2 separate regions of the Drosophila melanogaster genome follow, and region 1 is linked to region 2. A link is a contact called in public Hi-C data. All regions are on one chromosome and are shown on one strand. The core of a region is the stretch at or near the end of the contact, and the rest is flanking DNA. Distances in the headings are between cores, read along the strand shown. Region 1 holds the start of Edem2 (ER degradation enhancer, mannosidase alpha-like 2). Region 2 holds the start of CG33695.

The links. A called contact is a pair of places that touch in the nucleus more often than the background predicts.
Region 1: a Hi-C map of the Kc167 cell line shows a contact between it and region 2, with 2.9 times the contacts expected there. The contact joins the promoter of Edem2 here to the promoter of CG33695 in region 2. A contact is called at or near these places in 10 of 107 Hi-C or Micro-C datasets (the D17-c3 cell line, the Kc167 cell line, the S2 cell line and 3 more).

What each region holds. Positions count from the first base shown.
Region 1 is chr2L:13,190,864-13,194,631 of dm6, reverse strand. Edem2 (ER degradation enhancer, mannosidase alpha-like 2) reads right to left here and starts at 2,431. Exons shown (of 8, transcript NM_135767.2): 1 at 1,993-2,431; 2 at 1,538-1,919; 3 at 1,015-1,161; 4 at 140-959; 5 at 1-67. The coding sequence starts at 1,689. CG16974 reads left to right here and starts at 2,653. Exons shown (of 6, transcript NM_001259089.2): 1 at 2,653-2,728.
Region 2 is chr2L:11,275,745-11,279,724 of dm6, reverse strand. It overlaps CG33695, which reads right to left and starts at 1,704. Exons shown (of 3, transcript NM_001032079.2): 1 at 1,595-1,704; 2 at 1,240-1,331; 3 at 1-970. The coding sequence starts at 1,612. The coding sequence ends at 262. It overlaps cana (CENP-ana), which reads right to left. Exons shown (of 11, transcript NM_001032076.2): 5 at 3,650-3,980; 6 at 3,388-3,588; 7 at 3,177-3,326; 8 at 2,869-3,120; 9 at 2,529-2,804; 10 at 2,350-2,470; 11 at 1,879-2,284. The coding sequence ends at 2,390.

The sequences.
Region 1 (3,768 bases), core at 1,182-3,681, 1.9 Mb before region 2:
GCTGTCCCCAATGGATCTGGAAGTCGACGGTAAATGCTTCTGGAATGAAGGTGTGCATCTGCATGACCTGGAAATATGTTTAAATATATTTGTAAATCAAATCACATTCATTGGTGGCTTTGGAAAGGATGTTACATACCTGATAGAGCATCTCGTGTGTCTGCACAGCTGGTTTCAGATCGCCCGATAGCACCTGCAAGCCCGGCCAAAATGCCAGAAGCGAGTCCATGAAGTTTTTGGACTTAGCATGTGGCCTGTGCATGAGCACGTCGAGTAGCATGGGTCCTTCGCTGACGTACTTCATCACTGCGTTGTAGTGGCGATTAAAGCGTGCCAGGTACTTGTCGTCACCCAGTAGGACGTACGACTTGAACAGGTACTCATAGTAACTGTCGATGCCAGCTCCGACTCCAGAATCGCGACGCACCCAATCGCCCGAATGGACATTAAGTACCGTGCCCATGAGATCGGAGCCACGGTGCCTTAGCTTCCACAGTGCATCCATGGCGGCGTGAGCTCGCACCTCGAAAATGGGATCGCCGGTGAGACGCGACAGAGCAGCAAATTCCAGAAGGATGGTACCAGCACACGCCGTACACGTTTCACGGGACTTCTTGAGCATCGGGTCCTTCATGCCCAGGCGGAGATTAACCCGCGCATGCGGAATGCCCGTGGATGTGTTGAACGCCGGTAGCAAACGGTAGCCCAGCTCGCGAGACATCTCCAGCAGTTCGCCCTTGTACCAATGCATCGTGTCCGCATGCTTTTGCAGATACTCCGCCAGGATGTGCGCCGACAGCAAGCCACCGACCATTCGAATGTTCGTCTCAAACACCGACACAATAATGTCGCTGTCGAATTGAACGTCGCGGATAACTAGCTTCACCGCGTGATCAAACTCTGTGAAATCGCCCAGGAGCACCAGAGTGTCCAGAGTATCCACCAGAGTCATGGAGAAACTAAAAATAAGAACAATGTTAGTAATCCCTCCAAACCTTAGGTTTTTGAACTCACTTTCCAAGGATGTCGTCCATGTCGCCACGTGATGGCGTCACTCCTCGGTACCGTCCTTTGCAGGAGAGCGGCATAAGCTCATCAGCTGGATAGGCGTTCTGCATGTAGGCGTTGTATGCATGATAGAACATATCGCGAGCCTCTTCCCTGAAAGCAAATGGAACATATTGTATACTTGAATTTACTTTCTACATATGTGATTGTTCAGAACAACTTTTAAGCTTAAGCGTTTTAATATGACTTAATATGAAAGTCATGGATATATAATTCGTTTTTATAAGCATCACATTTAAATGTATATCCATAAATGATTAAAAACGAGTTATGCTAATTTGACCTCGTCGTTTCTGACGCATATATGGGTTACATTTAAACAAATTGCATAGATCCCTCGTAAAACCAGAGTACATTAAAATATTAATAGTGTTTCTGAAACTTTCTTAGTTTGGTAAATAAATAAAAATAAGACGTACAGAAGTTGCCCTGGTCAGGAAATACAAGGAAACGAGAAGCTGAGACTTACCGGAGTTCCGCCCGCTCCTTATTGGACATGTTCTGCGTGGGCATGGTGGTTTCGGTGCTAAGGACGCAGGCAACTACGATGCACATGGCCACCAGGAAGATGAGCATAAGCCGCTGGCCGCGGACAAAGGATTCGGAGGATGTGGTAGACATGGTGCTGGCTATCTGGAGACTACCGATGGCGGCGGCGGTGGCGTTGGAGGTTGTGCTGGTGACGGCGGATGGCTTTGTCTTTCGGCCGCCAGACTTGCCGCTCGAGTCGTTGTGACGTTGACCTTCACTTTGAACGTGTGGTGTTGAAACCAATGTTTCGATGTCTCTCTGTCCCGCTTCTTTGTTGACTCCGCTTTGGGCCCGTGGTCCGCTTGAATTGGCTCTGCAGCCTAATTGAAACAGCCAACTCATAATTAGCTTATAACTTAACAAGTAATTTTGTTCGACTGAAATTAGGCTTACCTGTGCCCGAAATGTCGACCTAATTTGTTGTTGTTTTTTTCCCGGTTTGCACGGGCACTAGAAGATCGGGTCTCTGTGGATAAAACTGGAGCGCGCTGCTTCTACGGCATCTGCAATTGCACATTCATCCTCCCAACGACCGCGACAACTGCGACACACATCGTGACTATTTATAATCTCGTTTGGAATATGTTTTCTGCTCCAATAACAAAACACCACGACGGCAAAGCGAGCGTCAGAATCGTAAGGTTACTGCGGCCAGCCGATCGGCGGGGCATTACGGCTCTCTATTATATATCCAGCTGAGTCTGTTTTTATAGTTATCCGAGCTGCTGTGCTGGCAATTATCAGATCGCTGCTTATCAACGATGAACTCAAGATTCCTTAATTTTATCACGAAAAAAAAGTGATTGCACCCTCAGTGTGACCAGCTGTGCAGCGGGCGGAAGAGAGTGGCCCTCCGCCATTAAGCTATTGTTATAAGCTAATCTTTAAAATTATTTTATTTATGCTCTATATTAGTTGAATAAGTTCATTATTCTTTTCCATTTTATAGAATAACGATAATATAAATATATTAAATTTTATCATTGCACAGCACTGGCTTTTGGTATATTTCAAACGCCTTTTCCGACTACCTTCTAATGCGTATGAGTATACTTCAACGGTTCTTTTACGGCCACACTGTAAGCCAGACGAAAAAAGACGCGAAAAGATGCAGATAATATAAACAACGGTGAGATAATAATTAAACAATATGTCATAAAAGACATATTTATTGAGTGACTAGCTTATTGGGGTAAAAAACATAGATGTTTCTTTCTATGTAGCCCAGTGAAAAGTTCAAACTTTCGACAGATGCGAGTGTGTGCGTAGCTGAAACGGCTGCTTCAGGCACAAAGGGTGAAAAAAATGCGAAACCAGAAGTTTCGGTGGCTTCATAATTACCTGGAATGAGATACTCCCGTTATTTCTCGATTTACATCCGAATCCGAGCCGCGAATCGTTGCCCTTGGCAACATCTTAAGCTGCAGCACCTTGCACATTACATGCATATGTATGTACATATGTGCTCACACACGCACACACTCACTTGAGATGAGTTTTTCCAAGGTAAAAAGGAGGCGAAAAGCGATGAATGAATTATGAGAGTGGGCGGAGCGGCGAGTAAATCTTCAATTTGGTGAACGATTCCACTTGCGGGGCAGCAGGGAATCTCGGCTAATTGGCCGTTTTACTGTCAGCCCGACTCATTAGCGGCTTTTCACATGTCACCAGGTGTTGCAAGTGTGTGCGTGTGTGCGTGTGTCTGTGTGTATGTATCGCATGTACATTATGTACCCGCACTGTATACCCAGTTAAACGGTTGTTTTGAGCTCGGATTCCATGACAGATTATGCAACCCACTCTATCTCCGTCTCTTTCGGTCTGCTCCGATTCTTTGGCTTAACGAAATTGACATTTAAATTAATGGAAAAATATACAGCTAACTGGCATATCAGCTGATTAGTCTAATTTATTGGTAGCACCACACCAATTTGGCAACTACTTTCTCGCTCTGCGAGGCAAACGTACATATGTACATACATAATTTAATTATTGTCTTAGATTCGTGGCACTTTTTTTTAGCCATATTTCTGCATGTGTATTTCGTGTTTTTTTACGTCTGTATGCTGGGCTATTTCTGTATCGGTTTTTCGTTATTTTTGTTGTTTGCATTTGTTTTGGCCAGATTTCTGCTGGTGTGTTGAATATTCGCCATCAACAGTCATATTT
Region 2 (3,980 bases), core at 455-2,954:
GCTCTGTGGCTGGCGATCCACAGACTCGTCCTCCACATCGCACAATTCATTTGTCATCCGGGGCCCGGAACAAGGTGATTTCAGGGTATATCAAATATGACAACACTTAACAGTTTAGACTTAGGGCTAGGGCGGCATCTCAACCTTTTTGCTTAAGAGTTCTCGATCTGGATTTGTAGCGGTTCTGTTCCAAGTTACGTGATTCGTTCTGCGGCCGGAGATCTAGTAGAAGAAGTCCAGCCCGTTCCGAGGGCTCGAACCTCACCCGGCCACCTCCTCGCTGACAAAATCCAGCTTGACCACCTCTGCGGGCAGGCACTCCTCCACGTCCACCTCGTTCTCCTGGACATTGATGCGATTGAGGGTCATGGACACGTCTGGTCCGCACTTTAAGCCTGCTGGCGCCCCTGCTGGCGATCCTACTGTCGCCGCTGCCGCTGGAGGATTGGAGGTGCTAACCACATCGTCGGCAATCACCACCGTGGGCGAGAGTACTGTTGGAACAGTGGACACTGCCGACACAACGGGCACCACGATCTGCGTCGACGAGCAGGTGGACACCATATGTGGCTGCTGCACCACTGTCGCCGTAGTCGAAGTGGGCTGCTGGATAATGATGTTCTCCGTGATGGTGGGCGTGTTGTTGGCCGTCGAGGCTGCAGCCTGGGCTGCCGCTAATGCCGCAGCCTTCTGCATCTGCTGGTACTGCTTAACAGTCACCGTCGTGCCCGTCGTAGTTGTATTAGACTGTGGATGCAGGATGATCTGCTTTGGCTGCGCCACCAGCTGTACGTGCTGCACGATTGGCTGTGACTTGAATACTTGAGGAGGTGGCTGCTGAAGGGGCTGCTGCGGCTGCTGTTGTGGCAGCGTCTGGAGAACGTGTTGCACCTGCTGGACGGGCACTTGCTTGGCGGGAATGCCGGCGTCCTCGAAGGCCTTCTTCTTCAGCGCCTGGCGGATCTGAGAACTGCAATGGGGAAGGTCAATTAAAACTAGCACGTACACACTGGGCAGCCGGTTCCCTCGCCAGGAGCACAGGATCACTTACACGGTGCGGTTCTTGATGCTTAGGCTGATCTTGGTCAGGTCGTCGGAGAAGCGCATTATGGACGAGTGCAGCATGTCGATCTCCTCGTCCGTCCACTTCCTGCAGCCGTGGCGAGGGAACAAGGCACACAGAAACACTCCGATTAGTGTCCACAAAACTCGCGACTCCACCGCATAGAATCAACTTACCCCGATGGCGACTCCGCATTGGGATGCAGCTGCATGGTTAGATCGCCCAGTCTGCTGAACGCCTGTCCGGCGGCCGTGAATATCTCCCCCACCTGCAAGTGCATGCGGATTTGCATCCGGAGTCAGTTTGTTGTTACCGCGTGCAAATTCAAAACAAACGCACCGCCCCTGCCCACCGCCCGCCGGCCCACTCACGGTGGAACAACAAATTTCCCACTCGCAGGAGTGAGACAAACGAATGACTCTCGACTCTCTCCCGCGCCGCCTTTTTCTCGCTTGCAACGCGCGGAGGCGCTGGCGACGGGATCAACGCGGTCGGAGCTGCCGGCGGATGTGGTGGAGCGGCTGAACCTACCTTGATTGCCGAGTTCATGGCCTTTTTTCGCGGGGCGCTGTTTTTTTGTCGTAATTTTACGTAGTTTTGCGTCCGCAGCTATTCAACACTGACGCCGTACACAACACTCAAGCGGCCGTCAATTTTCCAATGCACAACACTAGAATATGTATTTGCGCTACTATCGACTTATCGATTGGTGCAATCGGGAATTCAAACAAGAAGCGTTATGCTTATTTAGATTTACATTTAAGTAATTTATGTCTTTTATTATTAGAACCAGCAACTTATGCGAATCTGATTTTAACATTAAGAAAATGTAAATAGTTTATTCAATGCTATACATATGAACCAAATATTATTACACATGATGAAGGAAACATTTCTTAATTAACAATATTTAACTATTTATCGAATTTAACTATTAAACAAAAACCAGCATAATACAGATTTAAATTTAAATACTACGATCACGATTGTTTTTGTAATTTTTGTATTGATAGTATTTGACAAATACTTAGGGCGTAAATATAAATAGAAAACTTTATGATGTGGAATTCCACCGTTTGCAAGATAACACCTAACAAAAGAAATCCCTAATACTTGGATAACATTAATCATCTTTTTTATCATCGTTGAACTCAACGTTTTGCCTCCAGTCCGAACTCAGTCTTTGTTTGCAGCTCCGCTGCTCGCAGTGGCAATTGCCACCTGCAATATTAGTTAAAACCACATAAAGTTTAGACGATTTCGCGGCCAAGCAAACCTTAACTTACCTAAAGGAACGGTCGTAGTTCCGCCGTCACGTAAGTCGTTTCAGCAAAACTGCTTACGGTTCTCATCGTAGGCCGTCATCCGTCGATTCTTCCGCTCCGCAGTCTCTAGGCTGCTGGATTTCTTTACGAGAGAAATAAAAAAAATATTACATGCTTGAAATTTAGAAGATCATACGTACCTTTGGCACACATTCAGCGGAATTGCAGTCCAGGGGCTTCTTTGTTGCTGGAACAGCTGCAGGAGTCGGCGATCCATTCGAGGAATTCAACTCAATGGACACATCGCCTCCGTTCACTTTTTGCGTGTGTAAAGCCGGCAGTTCGCGCTTTAGCTTAGCCAGGAGCTCGGTGACTGTGCACAACTTCTCCTCAAGATTACGCTTGTCTTCTAACAGGCTAGAGATGGTGCCGTCCATGCGTTCCTTCTCCGATCGAAAGTTGATTTCCCTGGTTTTCTAGGCGATTTAAAGAGAAAACATTAAGCTATTTTATAAGAGCCTTTGATTGCAATTATTCTACCAGAGTTGATCGTAGTTCTTCGTACTCCCTCGTACGTTTATCAACCTTCTGTTCCATCTCGAGGCTTCTTTTATTGGCCGCTTCTATGGCTAAACTTTGCTTAATCCATGCCTTTCGCAGTGATGTAAAGGCGGTTTCATTGGATTTCAACTGGGCGTCAAGTAGTGCGTTTTTCCCATTCTTCTCATTAATAACAGTCAGCCTTTCCTCTAACTCTTGTTTATTCTGTTGCAGTATAAGTTCCTTTGATTCCTAAATAAATATTTCATTAGCGACCGAATAACCTACAAAGACAAGTCTAATATTACCAATGTTGAACGGAGCTTTTCGCAATCCTCTTTGAGCGCCTTGTTACCCGAACTCAACTTTTCCTCCATCTTGCGGTTTTCCTCCTTTAGATTAGAAATTGTTTCATCCAACAGTTGCTTTTGCGTTTGGAAATATTCTTCTTTGGATTGCTGAAAAATTTTAATTACCTATATTGTAATCAACCAGATAGATTACCAGATTAATTATTACCAGATCGGAACGTAAGCTCTTGCACTCTTTTGTGAGATCGTGAAGATTCTTCTTCATTTCGAGATTTAAATTATTTGCTGCTGTTATGTCTGATAGATAATTTTTCGAGGTTTCTAGCAATTGCTCATTATGCAACCGAAGATCGGATATAGTCAAGTTCAAAGTTTCCCTTTCTTTTAGGAAATCATTAGTTTGAGCTTCCTGGTATAGAATAAAATATAATAGAATACAAAAGTGAAGGCGTTAAATAAATAAAACTTACCAGATCGGATCGTATATTTTCGCAATCCTTGGTCACTTCGCCAAGCTCCTTGGATCGGCGATCGATTTCTACTTTCTTGGCTCGAAGCTGCTCTTCGAGATCGAGTTTGGTTTGTTCCAGTTTGTCAAAATCTTCTCGTAGAGAGGAATTGAGCTTTCGCTCCTTATCCACCATGTTCTGTAGTTCCTGAGCATCTTTTAGCTTTCTTTTAAGCTCTTCATTTCTAGACTCTAGATGGTCTCTTACTTCTTGCAGAGATTTTAGTTTAATCTGAAGCTCGTCTACTGAACCCTTAATATCAGCAATCTTTTGTTTAAACTGACCTTCCTGG